Regions from separate parts of the Mus musculus genome. Here all the other regions are linked to region 3. Evidence: chromatin contacts called from public Hi-C, HiCAR-type and promoter capture Hi-C data. All regions are on one chromosome and are shown on one strand. Each heading gives the region's core, a stretch centred on a gene start, on an enhancer-like site or on the middle of the called end of the contact. The rest is flanking DNA. Distances are from core to core; before and after follow the strand shown.

The links. Promoter capture Hi-C pulls out the DNA fragments that hold promoters and counts their contacts. A called contact is a pair of places that touch in the nucleus more often than the background predicts. HiCAR-type assays count read pairs that join an accessible place to other places.
Region 1: a contact with region 3 is called in a Hi-C map of B cells, with 7 read pairs. The contact joins the promoter of Nop58 here to the promoter of Ndufs1 in region 3. A contact is called at or near these places in 6 of 39 promoter capture datasets (the C10 cell line, cranial neural crest, hippocampal neurons and 3 more), 2 of 484 Hi-C or Micro-C datasets (B cells and CD4 T cells) and 2 of 9 other capture datasets (adipose tissue and liver).
Region 2: a promoter capture Hi-C map of pre-B cells shows a contact between it and region 3, with 3 times the contacts expected there. The contact joins the promoter of Acadl here to the promoter of Ndufs1 in region 3. A contact is called at or near these places in 2 of 39 promoter capture datasets (liver and pre-B cells).
Region 4: a HiCAR-type map of astrocytes shows a contact between it and region 3, with 2.8 times the contacts expected there. The contact joins the promoter of Wdr12 here to the promoter of Ndufs1 in region 3. A contact is called at or near these places in 2 of 484 Hi-C or Micro-C datasets (CD4 T cells and embryonic stem cells) and 1 of 115 datasets of contacts at active chromatin or transcription factors (astrocytes).

Annotation. Positions count from the first base shown.
Region 1 is chr1:59,683,454-59,686,602 of GRCm38.p6, reverse strand. Nop58 (NOP58 ribonucleoprotein) reads right to left here and starts at 1,597. Exons shown (of 15, transcript NM_018868.2): 1 at 1,377-1,597. The coding sequence starts at 1,421.
Region 2 is chr1:66,861,726-66,864,917 of GRCm38.p6, reverse strand. Acadl (acyl-Coenzyme A dehydrogenase, long-chain) reads left to right here and starts at 1,609. Exons shown (of 11, transcript NM_007381.4): 1 at 1,609-1,745. The coding sequence starts at 1,669.
Region 3 is chr1:63,175,499-63,178,708 of GRCm38.p6, reverse strand. Ndufs1 (NADH:ubiquinone oxidoreductase core subunit S1) reads left to right here and starts at 1,887. Exons shown (of 19, transcript NM_145518.2): 1 at 1,887-2,123. Eef1b2 (eukaryotic translation elongation factor 1 beta 2) reads right to left here and starts at 1,878. Exons shown (of 6, transcript NM_018796.3): 1 at 1,418-1,878; 2 at 833-955; 3 at 144-270. The coding sequence starts at 1,497. It overlaps Gm26457 (a small nucleolar RNA gene), which reads right to left and starts at 32; the gene lies at 1-32.
Region 4 is chr1:60,096,058-60,099,696 of GRCm38.p6, reverse strand. It overlaps Wdr12 (WD repeat domain 12), which reads left to right and starts at 1,790. Exons shown (of 13, transcript NM_021312.5): 1 at 1,790-2,190. The coding sequence starts at 2,150. Carf (calcium response factor) reads right to left here and starts at 1,450. Exons shown (of 16, transcript NM_139150.5): 1 at 1,390-1,450.

The DNA.
Region 1 (3,149 bases), core at 348-2,847, 3.5 Mb after region 3:
AATCCTACTGCTTGCAGTCCAAATTTCTGTATTCAAGCAGACTCACTGAATAATTTTAAAAAAAGGACATGACAGTCCTAGGCACGAGAGGTTTCATTATAGATACCAGGGGAAGAATACAGCCAGAGGCATCTAGAAGTGTCCTGAAAGCAGGGACATGAAAGAAGAGAGCAACAGAAAACAGAAGACCAAGAGAAAGCTGTATAGCTGGCTTGGTTATACAGGAATCAATGAAGCTGGGGAAAGGGTTCCAGCTCAGTTTCTGGGCTGAAGAATGTACAGCCCAGTCAGCCTTGCCATGATAATAAGCACCTCAGCATTTGTCCTGAGACCTAACAACATTCATGTTGTCTACATTAAAGCACAGTATACCTTCCTCCTCCTCCTGTTATCATCACATAGTAAAATAATCTTTAAAGAAAACAAACTATAGCTGGGCGGTGGTGGCCCACGCCTTTAATCCCAGCACTTGGGAGGCTGAGGCAGGCGGATTTCTGGGTTCGAGGCCAGCCTGGTCTAAAGAGTGAGTTCCAGGACAGCCAGAACTACACAGAGAACAACTGTCTTGGAAAAACAAAGCCACTCACTACTCAAAACCTTCCAATCATGCCTGGAAGGACCCTGATCTTGGACCCCAGCTTTAATCTAGTTAAATATAAATGAAATGTTAGGGGCCAGCCAAGCCTACATAGGGAAAGCCTGCCTCAAAAGTAAATAGAGTCTGGCGGTGATGATGCACACCTTTAATCCCAGTACTCAGGACGCAGAGGTAGGTGGATCTCTGAGTTCAAGGCTAGCCAGGTCTACAGAGGGAATTCCTGGAAAGCCTGAGCAGCACAGTGAAACCCTATCTGGAAAAGCCCAAAATAAATATCTGAGGCTGGAGCGATAACTCGGCGGTTAAGAGCACTGACTGCTCCTCCAGAAGTCCTAGTTCAAATCCCAGCAACCACATGGTGGCTCACAACCATCTGTAATGGGATCTGTAGCCCTCTTCTGGTGTGTCTGTTGACAGCTATAGGGTACTCATATACATAAATTAGATAAACATTAAACCGATCTTGGATTGGAGGTGTAACTAGGTGACAGGGCGCTGATCTAACATGTACAAAGCCTCAGGTGATTAAATGAACGCTTTATTGTCACTTGTAAAAAAGGGTCCTGCCCATTTTTTAAACTGAGTAAAGCAGAGGTCGCCCTAAATTCGGAGAAGCCACGTGTTCACCTGAACCAGCGGGCTCTTGATTTTTCACATCTTTTCGGAGCCCGGGGACTTGAAGACACTAAAATGTGTTCCGTTGTTCGTCTCTCCTTAAATCTTACCCAGCTCTCTGTCCCACATAAGCCTCTTAGCTCAACAACTCCATCTCACCTACCTTAAAGATGGCGTAGCCAACGGACGTTTCAAACAGGACCAACATGATGAGACCAGGTCAGGGCGGCGCTACGCGGCTAGCCGCGAGCCCTTACGCCACTGCAAATGACTACCTTTCAGTCGCTGAAGACCCGCTAGGCCTTGGACGCGGGGGAGCGCAAACGCCGTCGCCTCCCCGCGGACGAACAGACCACGTTGCTCAGCCGCTCCACACCTCTCCTCGTGGAGCAGCAAATATGCGAGTCTCCTTCTCTAAGAATTCTGGGAAGTAACGTCACTTCTGGTCGCTCAATGCCGCAGAGCGTGAGATCATTTCCGGGTTTTTCCCGCCCACAGTAGAATCCGGAAAGAGACGGCCTTAAAATATCGCGAGACTTTTTTTTTTTTTTTTTTTTTAAGTTTTGGACTGTGGCTGGAAGCTGTCAGTTTATTAGGTCATGTAAAGAAGAAAAAGTTCTGTGTACATTATATTTTGTATTATATATAATATATAAATTACATGTGTATAATTTACAGCACACAAAACGATTTACAACACATTATGCTATGCCCCGCCCCGCCATGTAAAGGACATTTTATTTTAAAACAACACAGAACACTTTTTCTTGATGAGGACGTGCACTCGGGTCCCATCAGTGAGTTCCACGGGATCTGACCTGGAACCGGAGTTGTAGGCAATTGTAAGCCGTCACGTTGGTGCTGGGAACCCAACCAGGTCCTCTGCAAGGGAAGCAAACTTTTATAACCAGCAACATTTCCTGGTGGTTCTTCTCTGGTCAAACAGGTTTTTAGCAAAGATTTCTTTTATAGCTATAAATATAGATATTTTCGGAGGCGGGAAGGGTTGTGTTTAAAATGATTCCAAGGTATGAATTTATGTATGTCTCAATGTAATTTCTTTTATGGAAACTTTCAGCCTCAGTGGCTGGATTTACTTTAAAACAAAGTCTTATGTATCTTAGACTAGCCTCAAACTCAGTAGGAAGTAGAGAATGACCTTGCTCAAAAACAATTTGTTTGTTTGAGACAAGGTCTCCATGTAGCCTTGTAACTATCTCTTGTAACTAGGTAGACCAGAGAAGTTTGAGTCATAGAGGTCCTCCCACCCCCACCTCCACAGTAGTGAGGTTACAGGCATATGCCACCACACCAACTTTATTGGTGCTGGGGATGGAACCAAAGGTTGGGTTCCATACATGGTAGGCAAGCACTCTACTAACTGAGCCATATCCCTAGCCTTGCTTTGGCTTTTTGAAAAAGGACCTCAGTATCTAGACCAGGTTGGCCTTGAATCATTGTCCTCCTGCCTCAGCCTTCAGAGTGCTAAGATTAGATATATCTGTGTGGCTATGTACTTTCAATGACAAGATTTAAATACCCCAGTTCTTCACAAATCTAGCTTCCAATAGCTGTAGAACGTTCCTAGTTGCCTAGTTCTAAACATTAATTTTGGATCTACAGAAAACTGTGGAAGATTAACCAACTTGACGTTCTGTAACACTTTTACAGTATGAATGAAGAGGAAAGAGTATCCTTGTTTGGACAGCAGAAAAGATGGACATATGGGGAATACAAGGGGATTCCTAGGGCTGCAGGCAAGAGCAGAATTGATTATAGCTACAGTTACATTTACCATATTTAGGGAGACAAGAGAAAGCAATAGAAGAAGAGAACAACAGTACAATGGGGCAGAGATAGCACCATAATAGCTTGATTTGGGAAAAGAACATAGAGCCAGATGGATGAGCCAGAAGCACATGTCTCTTCATATATT
Region 2 (3,192 bases), core at 360-2,859, 3.7 Mb before region 3:
AATTTTCTTTTAATGCTCAAGTTTAGGCTGCCATTGACATTTCAATAACTAAAAGCATGCCCTTCCTTCGTCATCGTGGCAAATGTCAGAAGCCCTACTTACTCAGATACTAAGGCAGGAGGATTGTTTAAATGTGCAGAAGTTTGGGACAGTTGTCTGCGCAATACAAAGAAACCCTGCCTCATACCCTCTAAAAAGGCATGCCTGTAGAACTCTCAAGCAATATGTGTAATACTCCTACAAGAGAAATATGGCTCAAAGGGGTTTGTGAAATCCTGGTTATTGTTCAACCTTTCATATCATTAGAATACAGCTGATCCTACACTTACAAGCTTGTTTCTTATATGTATGTGTAAGGCCTGAGTCCGATCCCCAGGAATAAGTGTACACACACACACACACACACACACACACACACACACACACACACTACTTGTTTGTTTTTATTTTATAAAAGGAAACAATAACTTCATGATAAACCAGATGAACAGGATCTTAAACAAACGTGCCTCCAGTTAGCCTTAGCAAGAATGCAACAGAGCAAGGACACACACCATTTGCATTAATTCTGCCACTAGGAAACCCGGGGAAAAAAAAAAAAAGACAAAACAAACAGCCCCACCCCCAACCAGATCAAGTTACTCCTAGAAAATAAACGACTCTTCTGAGCATTTGTAAACATAGCCCTAGGGAAGCAGAAAGACAGGTAGATCACTACCAAACCGGCTAGCCAAATCTATAAACTCCAGGTTCAGTGAGAAACCTGGAGGGCAATTGATGAAGACATCTGATAGGAACTTCTGGACTCCACATGAGTGCACGACAGACAGACGACACACATGAATGAAATGTAATCTAAAATTATTTTTTTAAATAAAAAAAGACTATGTTTTCCAGATTGTTGGTGCCGTGAAACCCTAAAGCTTTTCTTTGAAACATTTCTGTATGTCCTACTCAGTGGGCTGTCAGTAGTTGATTGCTAACACAAAATGTCTTTCACTTTCACTATTTCAGATTCCGTAACTGTTGTTATTAGAAAGGCCCCCTTGCCTCCTTAGAAATCGATGTAATGTACACATTCTTTAGAGTTCAAAACCTGTCAGGCATTTCCCATTACAAATCATCAAATCCATAAACCCAAATAATACATGTCCTTGAATTGAACCAAAACAACAACAAAAAAAGGAAACAACCATATGCGAGTTCAAGTACTATTGGAGAATTGAACCAATTGTTATTCCGTTATCAAATATACTTACTTATTTATTTTCAAAGAGTAGCTACAAACGTTTGCAAGGAAAAAAACAAAACCAAAACAAACAAAAAACCCAAACCAAATCAGCACAATCCTTTACAGTGAGTACTCATACATTTATCGACATTCAGAGAGCTTTCCGAAGTTAGAAAATTAACTCCATGCACCTTTCAGTGCGGGGGTGGGACGACTCTCCAGGGAACCCTCGCTCAGCCCTGCAGCCGGGAGGGGAGGGCGCACGGGGCGTCGCGCAGAGCCTGGCGCAGACCCCGCCCGAGCTGGCGGCACCGCCCTGCGGCCCGCAGTTGGCTGTCCCCGAGGCCCGCCCCACCGTCCCGCCGTCCGGCCGCCCCTCTGTCCGCCTGCCCCCGCCGCGGAGCCCGCCAGTCCCGTCCGCCGCCGTCCATCCCGCCATGGCTGCGCGCCTGCTCCTCCGCTCCCTGCGCGTCCTGAGCGCCCGCTCGGCGCCACGCCCGCTGCCCTCCGCCCGGTGAGTGCGGGTACAGCCTGGGGTACCGGCAGCCGGGGCGGCGGAGCTCTGGGGATGGGGTGTGACGCGCTACGGTCAAGCCGGGGCGACGCGGCCGGAGGAAGGGACCGGGCCTTCTCTCCGGAACCCGGGGCTGCCCGCTGTGGCGTGGAGAACTCGGGGTGTCCCCACCACGGTCCGCCGCGCCCCAAAAGGCAAGGCAACCCCTAATGCTCGCTCCAGGCCTGGGCCCCGCCCCACGTCCTACAGTGTCCCGTGAACTGACTTTGAAAGTGTTGTCCCAGCTTTAGCGGGAGCGATCACCCCCTGGGCGCTCTGCCACCGAGTAGTGCGACCTTTAGCCCAGTTGGAACGGAGACTGGGGACTGCCACCTGACAGTGAACTTGGGACTTGGTGTGCGGAGGCGGGGACCGGAAGACCAGAGCAACTTCAATCATCCCGACTCAGGCGTCCAGGCGTAGGCCCCATCTGATAAATTAGTTGTACACTTATTACTAAATCCTTAAACTAATTAAATGTAGAGGGATTAATGGGCAGCTCCCAAGAGCTTTAGAGACTTTTGGGGGTGTTTATACTGAGATCAAGTTTTACCTGTCTAAAAATCCATTCCTTGGATAAAGCAGACTGGAAGTGTAAAGCTTTGTTAATTATGGTGGCAGGACATTTAAATGAGCTAATTAGCACATTGTTGCGAAGTACAATACAGTGCTGTGGTAAAGCTTATCCATCCGGAGGAGACTTGGGAAAGTTCCGAGGACTTTAAGATAGGAATGCTTTTCTATTCTCCGGAGGAAGTGATGTTCTGACGCTCTTAAAATTAGAGCACCCTGAAGATGAACAGAGACACCTGCATCGGTGGCAAAGGACAGGCCAGCTGACTCATTGCTGGATGCTGCGAAAGGGTGTGTTCCTATTGTTCTAGCTTTTCTTATTTCTTTTTATGTTAATAATATTTCTGTATTTTTTTAATTAGAGAACCCCCCAAATGATCTTATTTTGATTCAAGTGTGGGAAGAAGCTCTGCCTTACAGAGGATTATTGGAGAATGGTCAGTGAGCCAGGAGCTATAGTTTTATCGTCACGGGTTTCTTAAAGGGTTATGAGTATAATGGCCAACGATCCAGTTGAAAGGCAGTCTGAGTCAGCATTTATGGAGCGAGGCCTAGGCTGAGCCCAAGAACGTTTACATCCAGCTGCCAGGGCCTGAGTGTGCCAATGGGTCATTTCATTTAGTCTGACTTTTTTTTATGTAAATGAGGCTTTAAAGCGGTGGCCCAGGCCTGTAATTCCCCCTCCACACACACTGGAGGCAGAGGCCAGGGGATCATGATGAATTTGAAGCTTCCTTGGAGCTGCTTAGTGAGACCCTGACTTAAAAGACAGAGAAAACAACGGACACTAGCCTGAAGGCTATTGATTTGTTCAGTACAGGTGTCTCCAAACTGA
Region 3 (3,210 bases), core at 638-3,137:
AGGTGATTTGATTTTATTCATCATGTACCCAGTGATAAATTTTAAAAGGCAGACAATAAAGCCACGCCAGGATCCATCCAGGGAGTGGCTATGGCATCTGTCCTCAGGCTTCTCAATATGCTTGGATAAAGATGAAGTCATACCTCCTCATCATCAGATCCAAAGAGATCAATGTCGTCATCATCCTTAGCATCTGCAGCTCCACTTCCTGTGGTGTCTTCTACACTGCTAGGGCCATACTTGCCCAAAGATTTCTTCACTCCCGGCAGGCTTGAAAACAAACATTCTGCCACATTAGGTCAGTGTCAAAGCCCTTTCTAGGCAAAACACACAATCTTCCTTTCCCAGGAACTCCCACTCTCTTCTGGTTATTTAACCTTTAGCACAATCCCAGGCAAATAACTTTACTCTTCACCCATGGGAGACATTGTATTCAGTACTCACTACGGCTTACTCTTTCAGAATGAACATCTGTTTGAGATTTCATTAAGTATGCTCACTTCCATTCTTAGTGAACTGGAATCCACTTCCCCAAACTTCCACCCTTGCTGGTAGTTTCAGAAGAATGGCCAGGGACCGAATGAGCGAGCTACCCTCACACCCCAGCGGTGGCCCCCCCAGGTCCAAAGCACATGATCAGAGAGGTGTGGGAAAGGTGAACTGCGGTTGTCCATGTTCTACCTGTTCTGTGAGAAAATGGAGGACTTCAGTCTCTTGGCCTTGTAAGGTCACAAAGAAATTCAGCTCACACTAGGTCAGCAATGCTAAAGCCAACTTTAACCCGGTCCCTACTTTGCATGTGAAAATCCAGGTAGCACAAAGATACCTTTACCTGGCCTTTTCTTTTTCATACGACTTGATGTGATTATACCAACGTAGGGCATGACACAGGTCAGCAGGTGGTGGACCAGAAACTGCTTCAAATACTGCCACGTCTGCTTGTGATGGCACGTACCTGCCAGTGACACAAAAACAAGTGCACAGACCTTTAAAAGAAAAGACACAAACACTAGCTGGTAAATGACATAGCCCATATCCGTCAAGCTAACTAGTGAGAACAATTACAGGGCTAGCCTAAGTTGCTTCTCATTGAAAGGACACAGAACATGTTTGAATCTAGGCAAGCCCAAGAACTATCTGCCACCCAGGAGAACTCATCCCACCAGACTTGCCACAGGTTTCAACTAACAAACTAACTTGTCCAAAGACGCGGAAGAACCAGCTGGACGTGGGCACACGGAGAGCAAGCATCATCTCAATTATAATGCTGGCAGCCCCTCCCGGGAGGTCCCGCTCCATTGGCATCCCGGCCCCGGGAGCACTGACTCGGCGTCCCCCAGCATCCGGAGACCCGCTTCCTTCCCGCCGAGCCCGCGCCACGTGGCCCCGGCCCCCCAGCCTCTCGGCTCCTGCTCACCCCTCAATGTAGCTCTTGTCCGCCAGGTAATCGTTGAGCACCTGGAGGCCGGCAGGGGTTTTCAGGTCTCCGAATCCCATGGCGAAGGCTGGAACGGGGAGCTGTGCAAAAGCGGAGGACGAGAGCGCCGGGAGGCCGCGGCCAGCGCTGAGGGAAAAAAAGGACCCAGAGCGTCCGGAAAACTCCTTATATAGAGACGGAGGCGTTTCCCTCCGCCGCCCCGGCTAGAGGTTAAAGGTCAAGGTCCGTTCCTAGTCTCGGTCCTCCGCGTACCACTGCGACTTGGTAACTAAAGGGCCCACAGGTCGTCCGCCGGCCTTCCCTTGTCTTTGGAAGAAAATTAATAAAGGAGGCATTTTAAAATGCCTTCGCTCCAAGGACTCCGAAACGAAGGGAAACGCCCTCTGAGGAGCCGGAGTTGAACGAAAGCGCTCGGACGCAAGGCCTCGGCTACTTCCGGCGGAACTGCAGGTCCAAGTCGTCTTCTCCGCTTCCTCCCGGGCTCGCTCTCGGAAATTGCCGAACAGGTCCGAAGACGGGGAAAAACAGTCGAATCTGTGTTTCTAGTCCCTCCTGGCTTTCCGTCCTCCAGGTCGGGCTGACAGAGGTTGCCGTGGCCGCCATATTGACTTAGCGGCCAGGGTTTTGAGGGGTCAGGGAGACCCGGACAGGTCCGCGGAACTACTCGGTGGGCTCCGGAGGAAAGGTGAGGACGCGTTGAAGTGGGCAAGTTGAAGCGCTTCGAGTGGTGTTTTCTTTTTTGGCAGGTCTGCATCCCATAGGTCAGACAAGCCGTTCTCCTCTTGCCCTTGACTGGGTACCAGCTCCTGCCCCGCCACCTCTGGAACCCGGGAGAGCCGGCAGGTGAGGGTTATGAGCCTTGGTTTCTGGTCTGATGGAGCCTAAGCCGATCAGGAGACCTTTGGGAGTCCGGGCTTGCGAGCTACTCTCTCTTTGCAGGGGAAGACAGGAGATGGCCCTGTCATCAGGAGACCGGTTCATCTCCCAGGGTCACGAGAGACTTAAACCTCAGGCATCGGTTTAGTTGCTGTCTTGAACCTGTCCACGCTACTGTTTGTTTTTGTCTAGCCCGGTGATCATGTTGGGTAGTATTTTATTCATTCCACCGACGGGGAGAACTGACAAAAACTAAAAGTTAGCTCAGTCGGAGCTGGAGGGAGAGTCAAGCGGTTAAGAGTGCCTTGCAGAGAGGATCCGAGTTCGGTTCCCACTAGCCCAGTCAGAAGACTCCCAGCTGCCATGTAACCTTATCAGGGAATTCTCCACTCTCTTTTGGACTGTGAGCACCGGCACTTAGAAGTGCACATTACCCACACACAGATAAGCACATGCACACATAAACTAAAAATGAATCTTAAAAAGTTAGCCTGGAGTCCGCTGCAGATCAGGAAGCTGCGGTGTCTTCAAGTTTGTGAGGTTCATGTCTGTAAGACCAAACAGATTTCTGGGATCCACCCCCACCCCATCACTAAATCTAATATTCTAAGCCAGCTCATCAGCGCCTTTTAGAAAGTTACTTTTATAAGATACAGCCAAGATATTAGAGCCAGGGTGTGATGATGGTACCTGTCTGTAATTCCAGAAAGGGGAGGCTGAGATGTGAGGATTGAACGGAGAACTTTGTGTGTGATTAGGTAAGGACTCTACTAACTGAGCTACATCCCTGACTTGACTGGCTATTTTTGTTCCTATTTGGTAGATACTATGTCTAAAATACATATTAGAGCTGGGAAAGATCTTAGTTGGAAATGATGCTTGCCAATCCTGACATC
Region 4 (3,639 bases), core at 541-3,040, 3.1 Mb after region 3:
ATTCCTGTTCTATATCTTCCTAATCATAGTTTTCCACTCGAATTAAGATTTTAAAAATGTACTGTCTTCCAAATGTATTGTTAATCTGTTAAGTCCAAACTAAAGGAAGTTTAAAATGATGTTTTAATTAGTTATATGTTATCAGTAAAAATTCAATAGTTAATTCGTCTGGTAACACTGTTATCAGCAAACCCAATCTGAACAAGGAAATTTTTTTTCCCTGTATTTTGGGCAGAGGTTTTTCTCATTTTATGCCTCCACCTACATCAGTGGTAAAAACTTCTATTGGTAGCTCTTATGAGAAAAATAGTTAACATTTTCTGAGTGCTTCTTATGCGACATTAAATTGTCACAGCTAATCTTAGTGTGGCACAGAGGTTAAGTAACAGGTAGAATCAAATTCAGGCATTCCTGTAATGGGGCATGCAATTCTGTAAAATGAATAAACTGAGAACAGTCATGCTTTTTGGGTCGTTGTCCACTTAACAAATGATTGTTTTCGCCTCCAACTGACTAGATAACTTCTAGTTTTCTACGGATTTAAATTTAATTAGGCGACATATAGAAAACCTCTCACCATATTCACTGGTTCACTCATACCGCTAAGCCAACACATTTTGCAATCCAGTTCTGCCTGACTCTAAATTGCTGTCTCAGAGTAGTGTGTCCCTGTACCCCACCCTACCCCCGGAGGTTTTCAGACGAATGCCTTAAAAAAGTGACTTTGGGATCTTAAGAGTAATAGCCCCCATCTATTCTCCACTCAGGAAAATAACTAGAGTAATAATCGAGACCATTGAGACCGAGACAAGCCTTTGAGTGACATCAAGATTAAAAAAATAATTAATAATTAATAATAATAATAATAATAAAAGAAGCCCGAAAGCAGGGGAGAAGGTGCAGAGGACACTTTTCTAAACGTCAGACTCGGAAAGGAGGGGAGAGGCCCCTCTCGGGCGGGCGCTCCGGCCCAGGACTCGGATGCTCCGTGGCGGTGGTGCGTTCTCGGGCTCCGCACCCTCTGCGGGACAGACACCTCGCCTCCCCCTGCGGCAGCCTGCCTTCTCCCGGCCGCGGGGCCCCTCCCGGGCCCACGGCGAAGGAGCCGCCGTGGAGGCGGACGAGGGCGCAGGGACAGCGCACAGCGGCGTCCGGCGACGGCCGGGGGCGGGGGCCGGCGGTTGCTCCCAGCCCGGGAGGGTCAGGAGGTGACGGGAGGAGGCGGCAGGGGGACGAAGGGAGGTTGGGAGGGAGCGTCCGGTCGCTGGGCACAGACAGCTCTGCCAGGCCTCCGGCTCCCCCAACCCTGCCGCCGCAGCGAGCCCCACAACGCGAGAGGGGAGTCCGCCGTAAGCAGAAGGGAGAAAATTCAAAACGAGACTACTCAACCTCGTCTTGGCTCCGAGGCCGCGCCGTGGAGACCAGCACAATGCGCAGGCGCACCCCTCCTGGAGGCGCAGCGCAGGTCCATCAGATTAGACCCTTCTCAGCCACCGTCGCCCAGTTCCCTTCCGACTCGTTCTCCTTTCCCGAGTTTCCGCTCTGAAGCCAGAGGTAAGAACACATGGTCTCGGCCGAATTTGGCTGTTGGAACAGTGCACACAAGACGAACAGATGGGACCTTTGTCACTCAGAATAAAGAAGCAGGAAGTGTAATATCTGCCCGGAGAAAGGAGTATTAAAAGCAGATATGAGACCCTAAATGCGGTGTGGCAAAATAAATAAAGCCTACAACTCCCAGTGTTCAGAGGGTCTGAAACGCGCTCCCTTCTGGGGTTTGTAGTATCTGAGCGCTGAGTCTAAAGGGTCTGGGTCTAAAGACACGCTTAAAATTTGGCTCAAGCTAGTTATTTTCTTTATTTTCCTAATAGATTACGAATCTAGATAGATAAGAAACAAAAGTCTTAAGGGGACTGGATGCTTTTAGGACTACGCTTGACTAATCGATGTTTCCTAAATCTCGGAATAGGTACTTGATGTGTGCGGGCTGGGCGCTGGTGGAAATCGAACCTCGTGGTATGTTCTGTAGGAACCTGAGGGAGCTAACTGAAGCCTAGCTCCTGCTGCGCTTGCGGCGCAGTCTACCTTAGAGCTGCTTGATTATCAACGCACACATTTTCGTGGAGAAGTCTCGTGTGTATATTCAGCCATGGCACAACTCCAGGCACGTTTCTACAGCGAGAACAAGAAGTAAGTAAGGGTTCCAGCTTCTGTCCCTGTCTTCCAGGAGCCGATCTCGTTTGAAGACTCCTTCGATTTGATCCTTGCTGTTTTGACTGGGGATATACATTAAAGAAGAAACGGACAAGGTTTTAGTAAATCAAAGTTGAAAGAACTTTAATAATTATAATGGCTACAATTAAAAGAATTTATTGCAAATAAGATAAGCTGACTGATAGAAAAAAATAAAAAAGACTTCATTCGCCTTCCCCTTCACGTGCCCCGCACTTCTGCCCTGTCTCATTTGGAAGCGGTGTTCACGTCTTCTTAAATCTCCGTTTTCTACCCACTTTCATGAGCTTTTCATAATTTGACGTGTGTGGAGGACCAGGGCTTCACGTTTGCTTTCTGCATGCTGCACACATCATGTCAGTAATTTGAGAGTTGAACAGGCTTGTCCGTTAACGGTGTCTCGTGGTTTCTGAAAGCACAACTTCATCCCCCCCCCCCCCCCAAACAGACTAGAAACTGGCTATGGAGTTTGTAGAGCTGTTTTTTTAATTAGAATGAAGCCAATTCAGTGTCCGATTTGATTAGGTGTATTTTGTGTGAGTGTGTCCAACTTAGGTTTCTCTTGTTGTGATAAAACACTGACAAAAAGCAATTTGGGGAGGAAAGGGTTACAGTCATCTCAGAGGAGGCCAAGATAGGAGGAACTCCTGGCAGGAACTGAAGCAGAAACCAGAGGTGAGGGGTGGGGGTGGGGGCAAGCTGCATTTGCTCTCCCAATGGCTAGCTAGCTAAGTTTGCTTTTAAAATACAGGGTGGCTCTACTCAGTGGGCTGGTTCCTCCTACATCAGTTATTAGTCCAGAAAATGTTCCCGCAGACTTGCCTGCAGACAACCACTATAAGGGAATTTCCTCATTTCAGAGGACCTTGGCTTCTCTCTAGTTGATAAAACAAGGACTGTGTGTATATATTTGTATGTGTGTACTTCTGTGTCTATATATTAATAAGTCATATAGATGTCAACGTTGCTGGTGATACATGTATAATGGCGCTCGCCTTTAATTCCACGACTCGGCAGGCAGAGGCAGGTGGATTTCTGAGTTGGAGGCCAGCCTGGTCTACAAAGTGAGTTCCAGGACAGCCAGGGCTATACAGAAAAACCCTGTCTCGAAAAACCAAAAAAAAAAAAAAAAAAAAAAAATATATATATATATATATATGTGTGTGTGTGTGTGTGTGTGTATATATATATATATATATATATATATACATAATGTATAGAATTCAGGTGCATCATACTAATAGAGTTGTATAAACATTCACACAATCCTTTTTGGAAAAAACCACCACCCCCACCCCCTTTTTTTGTTGTATTTTTGGTTTTTCAAGACAGGGTTTCTTTGTGTAGACCTGGCTGTCCTAGAATTGTTCCCTCCAGTTGGCACTGCCTTCTGAGTGCTGGGATTAA